Regions from separate parts of the Xenopus tropicalis genome. Here region 1 is linked to region 2. Evidence: chromatin contacts called from public Hi-C data. All regions are on one chromosome and are shown on one strand. Each heading gives the region's core, a stretch centred on a gene start, on an enhancer-like site or on the middle of the called end of the contact. The rest is flanking DNA. Distances are from core to core; before and after follow the strand shown.

Region 1 (3,602 bases), core at 3-2,502, 40 kb before region 2:
GCAACATCTGACTAACTTCCAACAGCTTTTACAGTAATGACACCCAGCCTCTTCCCTATGTGCTATGCCACACACTTATGTCAGCAGGTGGGTCTCATTTCTGAAGTCAGCATTTACATGTGATAGCCAACTGTTGGCACAAATGTCCTGCAAACGGCACATTTCTCTATTTAATGAATAGTTAAATAGTTATTGCTCTGGGGGGAATGTCAATGAATTAGATAACAAACACCCCCCTCCCTAGATTAAAAGCCATGGTGGTAGTTTTGCAGCAGGTGGGATGTCAAGGATTACCTGCCCCTACCCAATCTCTGTTGTCTTTCCTGTGATAGCCTATAATTATTAAATAATATAATTATTCCAAGTGTTTCAGTTTAACGCTGACGTTGATTAATTAGCTTAATGAAATGTATGTGTAGAATATATGAAGGCTGAAAACTGAGCACCCTAATATAAAATTCAGTCTAGTTAAAGAAGGAAGATTTGTGTTTGCCCTGGAATTCTTGACATTGTGCAAACTCTTCTCATGGCCCTTCTAATGCATCCTTTAACTTTAAATGTCACATGCAAGAGACAAACACATGGGCAGGCGTGAAAGTGTTCTGTCAATAGTGTTCTGTGTAGGTGTGAATGGAGCCACATGCTGCGGCAGACTGCAGGCAGATAACTAGCATGTCTCTGTGGGCACAGAAAAGTAACATATTCACTCTAATGGAAGTTAAAGAACCCGGTCACTTATACTCTTGCATGTATTTCCACATACACTTAATGCCCAAATGGCCGTGGTATTTACAAAGTTCACAGTGACGCTTAAAATTCTAATTTCATTAGAGTCTGGATAAAAACAGGCTTGTCGTATTGATTTCTGCTCTACAATTTTCACAGCTCTGAGAATATGAGCTGAAGTTGAATACAGATTTTCTTAATGGGAAAAGCAAAATATAACAATGCAGAAAACAGATATAGTTTAAAAACAATAAAAAAAAATAAAATGCAATTACTTCCAAAGGCTACAATATATTATTCAACATTGGGTTATAATAGTGCTTTCCAAGCTTTCAAGGTACTGGTTGCAGTAGTTAGGTCTCTGGCTTATATCTAATGAAGTTTCATCCCTTTGAAATAAAGATTACACACTATTTAGCGGGTAGTAACAGTCTGCCAGGTACCATTTGCTCACCAATTACTAAATTGCCTTGGTGGTGGAACAAAGAGGGTGTCTGTTACAATGACATCTCTCCCCCTCCCACTACACAGACAAAGGCACTCGGCTGAATAAGGTCATTTTCCTTCCCAGTCACTCAGTAAGGATAGAGACTGTGCTATAAAAGAAGCCTTAGATAAACACTTCATTGTATGTGTGTTTTGTAATTTAACGTGCTCTGCCAGGTGCCTCCAATTTATGAAGAACAAGTTCAAAAATTATATGGCTGTTATATTACGGTCATTCATTATAGGTGTATATCTTTTAAAGAAAGCAGAGTGTGTATGTGCTCTCCTCCTTCCTACTTTAATTATCTCATCGGTTTTCCTTTCTCCTGTGATTTCCTTTTGTATTCTCTCATTTTCTGTATAAAGGTGGCATACATGGGCCAGCAAGGCACGCTATTGGCCTGCAGGTATAGCCACCATGTCCTTGTATGGACAGGCAGCCTATTCTCTCATTGACTTGGTGTATTCTAGTATTAAAATTGAGGTGTTATTATTATTATGAACATGCATTTATATAGCACCAACATATTCTAAGGCACTGTACAATAAATGGCTATATACGTTGAACATACACATTACATACAAAAATAAACTAACCAATATAAGGTGATGTTTTTTTTTGCTTTGTTTGGTGTTTTACTATCTAATCTATCACATACCCCTTGTATGAATTTAGTAGGCAGTGCCCATTCTTGTGTATGCCAATTATCACTATAGATAAAGGTTTTAGAAAGACATTGTGGCAAGAATACGGCCTTGCCCAAAATGAATTCTGAATATTAAATTGGTGGAATTTTTCATATTAGAAGGATGGTTTGATGTGTAATAACATAGGATGGAGGTGACTGTCTATTCAGTTGGATGTCTCTCCTGATATCATAGGTAGACTCTACCTGAGAAACAATGGTAGGCTTTCATATGGAAGGTCTGCAGTACTGTATAGCTAGCCATGTAGGTTATGGATAAATCCTGCAGTTGCCTGCGATAAATCTTCACTTTTGGTGGGCGACTAATCTCACCGACATGCCACCCCACCGGCAAGAATGTAAATCTCCAGTGGGATGGCATACACGTTGCTTCAGGGTTCTTAAGTTGCCCAAAGTTTGGGCGACCGAAGCAATACGTATACCATCCCACCGGCAATTTACATTATTGCGGTGGGATGGCATGTCGGGGAGATTAGTCGCTGCAATAGTGAAAATATATTGCGGGCAACTAATCTTCTCATGTGCCACTGCCCTAAAGGGCACCTATCACTCCTATATTGTTTCCCCCACCAGAGTTGTGGCCTAATAGAGCCTGCACTCCGGTTGGGGGAAACAATAGTTTTCAAAAAAAAAAACTCACCCACCAGTGCTGGGCTGGAAGCTCCCGGTGCTGGCAGCCATGTTGGTTGGCATGGATACGCATAATAAACAATCTCCACCACTACTATGCACATGCGCCTGACGTAGGAGCGATGAATGTAAATCACCCTCCTACGTCACACACATGCGCATAATGAGCGAGTTGCGACACTCACATGCACATGCATGTGCCCTAACATGGTTGCCTGCACCGGGGGCTCCCTCCTGGTGTGGGTAGCACTGGCAGGGGCAGTTTTTTAAAGAAAAAACTATTGTTTCCCCCTATCTGGAGTGTGGGCAATACCTCTGGTGGGGGAAACAATAGGGGTGATAGGTGCCGTTTAAAGGGGTTGTCCCCCTTTCAGTTACCTTTTAGTACAGAGAGTATAGAGAGTTCACGTTGGCTTCCCCCAGTATGACTTACTGGGAGCAGTTTTGAAGTTTCATGAAAATCCCTGTCCAATGGCAATTTCGAGGCATTTTGCTAACCATGTTTAGTGCTGTTTAGTGCTCTATGGGGGGTTACGTAATAAAAGGCACTAAAGGTGGCCATACACGGGCAGATCCGCTCGCTTGGCAATGTCGCCAAGCGAGCGGATCTTCACCCGATATCCCCACCTACGGGTGGCGATATCGGGGAGGCATGTAGGTGAATTCGATCGTTTGGCCCTGGGGCCAAACGATCGAATTCTGCACGCGGCAATGGGGCAGTCGGTTCGGGGACCGCATCAACGAGCCGATGCGGTCCCCGATCCGACAGGATTTTCTAACCTGCCCGACCGATGTCTGCCCAATTTAAGGCCAGATATCGGTCGGCCAGTCCGATCGTTTCTGCCCCTACACGGGCCGATAAGCTGCCGAGTTGGTCCAAGGGACCGATATCGGCAGCTTCTATCGGCCCGTGTATGGGGACCTTAAGTTTGCCCAGGAGCAGTAACCCATAGCAAGCAATCAGCAGGTACAAATTGCTGGTTACCTGTTAAAAACAAACATCTTATTGGTTGCTTTGAGTTACTGCTACTGCTACTTAGATTGTAAGCTCTA
Region 2 (3,944 bases), core at 121-2,620:
GCCTTTAGTTATGATTGGCAGTAAGTGATGTCATTTACAATATATATTGTAAGCTCTACGGGGCAGGGACCTCCATCCTCTTGTGTCTTTGACTCTTAACTTATTGCAACTGTTACTGTATCTTGTATTTATTTGTATTTATTGTTATACTTTGTATTTATCTATTATCTTATTAACCCCCTGTTTGTATTAATGTATTCTACTGTAGAGCGCTGCGTACAAAAGTAGCGCTTTATAAATAAAAATATACATACATACATACATTTCTGTCACATGACTCACTGGAAATTATGCATTATAATAAATAATGCACCCCCTTTTGTAAAATATGAGGATATTAGCAGTCACAGAGGAGTTCCATAGATGTATAAAAGCACTGAAGAAGGGGTACATTATTCACTATATATAGTCCTACTTGTACACATAGCACTGCACATTTTTACAGTGAATTAATAGAACTAAACAGTAAAATAATATATATGCATTTCCATGATAACCTATAACATTACTACTAATAATTTTCTACATTACTACCCATTTGTAGTAACTTGAAATTATATTGCTGATACAGAAGGGGATTCTGGGAGTTGTAGTTCAACAGTATCTCGAGAAGAGCTGTGAATCCCTGATTTATAAATTGTCCAATCCCCATTGGGCTGTACTTTATTACATTAACAAGGACCCATGCTTCTCTTTCTCAGTCCCTGTTAAAGCTAGGTAAAATCAAAATGAATATTTTTATAGCACCATTTTTTTTTATAATTATCTACCTAAGGAATACCCATTATTATGACCACCAACAAATAAGAGGTGCAATATTTGGTTTGAGACTTAACGTTGAAGTTGAAGAAGGTTTAGACCCAACAGAAAGGTGAATGGGATGAAATCTAGATTTAATAAGTCTGGGCTAAAAAAAATATTTTAATGTTAAACCATTATCTATATTCATTACACCCTTAGGTGATAGATATTTGTTATACAATCATTTTGTCACATATATACATAAAAATAAACATTGCCTAATAACTGACATGGTAAAAATATATATATATGTATATATAAACATATATTAAAATATTTACTTTATTCAATGAAAAAGGAAATATTTTGTTTGTTGTTGCCATTCAAGAATGAATCCCCTGTATTTCACATATTTCTTTATGAAACACTGATTTGATTTGAGCCACTGTCATAAAATATAACAGTTTGTTGGACTTCCAAGTGAGACCTATTTGATGACAGTCTCATTAGCTCTGCCCCAGTGCTCCTTTGTCTCTGGGGAAAGGGATTGGCTAGAAGTAAATTCATTTACATATCCTCTGGGAATATAACCTGGGGGCAGAGATGGGACCAAGCAGACAAGCAGGATCCTTCCTACACAAAAGAACTCCTTGGGATTGTTTTAAATGACTGCGGGTCTGGAAGGATTCACACTTGCACACTGTTTCTAGACAAGAAAGAACTTTAACTTTGTTACTGGTGCAACTTTGGATTCTGCATTCCTCTAGAGTCACAAGATGCTGCTTCTCAGAGCCATTCCATTGCTGCTTCTGGGACTGATGGTTTTGCAATCGGACTGTGAAATTGCCCACTACTACATAGATGAAGAGGAACCTCCTGGCACCGTAATTGCAGTTTTGGCACAGCACTCTGTGTTTAACACTACAGATATACCTGCCACCAATTTCCGTCTAATGAAACAATTTAATAATTCCCTTATTGGAATCCGTGAGAGTGATGGGCAGCTGAGCATCATGGAGAGGATTGACCGGGAGCAGATCTGCAGGCAGTCCCATCACTGCACCCTGGCTTTGGATGTGGTCAGTTTTTCCAAAGAACACTTTAAGCTTCTGAATGTGAAAGTTGAGGTAAGAGACATTAATGACCATAGCCCTCGCTTTCCTAGTGAAATAATTCATGTGGAGGTGTCTGAAAGTGCCTCTGTGGGGACCAGGATTCCTTTAGAAATTGCAGTAGATGAAGATGTTGGGTCCAACTCCATCCAGAACTTTCAAATTTCAAATAATAGTCACTTCAGCATTGATATGCAGACCAGAGCAGATGGGGTGAAATATGCAGATTTGGTCTTAATAAGGGAACTTGACAGGGAAATCCAGCCAACGTACATAATGGAGCTACTAGCAATGGATGGGGGAGTACCATCACTGTCTGGTACTGCAGTGGTTAACATCCGAGTACTGGACTTTAATGATAACAGCCCAGTGTTTGAGAGAAGCACCATTACTGTGGATCTAATAGAGGATGCTCCTTTGGGATACCTTTTGTTGGACTTACATGCTACTGATGATGATGAAGGAGTGAATGGAGAAATTGTCTATGGATTCAGCGCTTTGACATCTCAAGAGGTACGTCAGCTATTTAAAATTAACTCCAGAACTGGCAGTGTTACTCTTGAAGGCCAAGTTGACTTTGAGTCCAAGCAGACTTATGAGTTTGAGGTACAAGCCCAAGATATGGGCCCCAACCCACTGACTGCTACTTGTAAAGTAACTGTGGATATAATTGATGTAAATGATAATACCCCAGTCATCACCATTACTCCTCTCACTGCCGTAAATGAAGGAGCTGCCTACATTCCAGAGACAGCCGCAAAGGAGAGCTTTATAGCCCTTATCAGCACTACAGACAGAGACTCTGGATCTAATGGACAAGTTCGCTGTACTCTTTATGGACATGAACACTTTAAACTGCAGCAAGCTTATGAGGACAGTTACATGATAGTTACCACCTCTGCATTAGACAGGGAAAATATAGCAGAGTACACTTTGACTGTGGTGGCAGAAGACCTTGGCTTCCCCTCACTGAAGACCAAAAAGTACTATATGATCAAGGTTAGTGATGAGAATGATAATGCACCTGTATTTTCTAAACCACAGTATGAAACTTCTATTGTGGAAAATAATGCTCCAGGCTCGTATATCACTACAGTGGTGGCCAGAGACCCTGACAGTGATCAGAATGGCAAAGTAAACTACAGACTTGTGGATGCAAAAGTGATGGGCCAGTCACTAACAACATTTGTTTCTCTTGATGTGGACTCTGGGGTATTGCGGGCTGTAAGGTCTTTAGACTATGAAAAGCTTAAACAACTAGATTTTGAGATTGAAGCTACAGACAATGGCATACCTAAACTTTCCACTCGTGTTCAAGTAAAACTCAGAATAGTTGATCAAAATGATAATAGTCCAGTGATAACCAATCCTATTCTTAATAATGGCTCAACTGAAGTCCTGCTCCCAATCAAAGCTCCTCAAAATTTCTTAGTTTTCCAGCTCAAAGCTGTGGATTTAGATGAAGGTCAAAACTCCCAGCTCTTCTATACCATACTGAGAGATCCAAGTAGATTGTTTGCGATTAACAGAGAAAATGGTGAAGTATTCTTGAAAAAACAATTAACCTCTGACCGTTTCGAGGACTTGAGCATAGTAGTTGCAGTGTATGACTCAGGAAGACCTTCACTATCCACCAATGCTACAGTAAAGTTTATCCTTACTGACTCTATGCCTTCTAATGTTGAAGTAGTCATTTTGCAACCATCTGCAGAAGAGCAACACCAGATAGACCTGTCTATTATATTCATTGCAGTACTGGCTGGTGGTTGTGCTTTGCTGCTTGTGGCCATCTTTTTTGTGGCCTGTACTTGTAAAAAGAAAGCTGGTGAATTTAAGCAGGTGCCTGAACAACATGGAACATGCAATGAAGAATGCCTGCTAAGCACCCCATCTCCCCAATCAGTCTCTTCTTCTGTGTCTCAATCCGATTCATGCCAACTCTCCATCAGTACTGAGTCTGAGAACTGCAGTGTGTCCTCCAACCAAGAACAGTGTGAGCATCAACAAACAGGCCTAAAGGTAAGATTTTACTATGTTCAAATTTACATTTTTGGCTAGGATTAAAAAATACTGTCTCAGGAGTTGAGTTGT

What was found. Hi-C and Micro-C count contacts between places; a contact is called where the count stands out from the background.
Region 1: a Hi-C map of neurula embryo shows a contact between it and region 2, with 1.4 times the contacts expected there. The contact joins the enhancer-like site here to the promoter of pcdh8.2 in region 2. A contact is called at or near these places in 2 of 5 Hi-C or Micro-C datasets (neurula embryo and tailbud embryo).

What each region holds. Positions count from the first base shown.
Region 1 is chr2:131,751,546-131,755,147 of UCB_Xtro_10.0, reverse strand. No RefSeq gene overlaps it. Among named protein-coding and RNA genes, the nearest start is that of pcdh8.2, 39 kb to the right of the region's middle. Within about 2 kb of position 1,252, at least 3 of the 11 cell types and tissues checked have an H3K27ac peak or open chromatin away from gene starts, as enhancers often do. A contact at or near this core is called in neurula embryo, where this site is marked.
Region 2 is chr2:131,711,465-131,715,408 of UCB_Xtro_10.0, reverse strand. It overlaps pcdh8.2 (protocadherin 8, gene 2), which reads left to right and starts at 1,370. Exons shown (of 2, transcript NM_001004845.1): 1 at 1,370-3,485. The coding sequence starts at 1,518.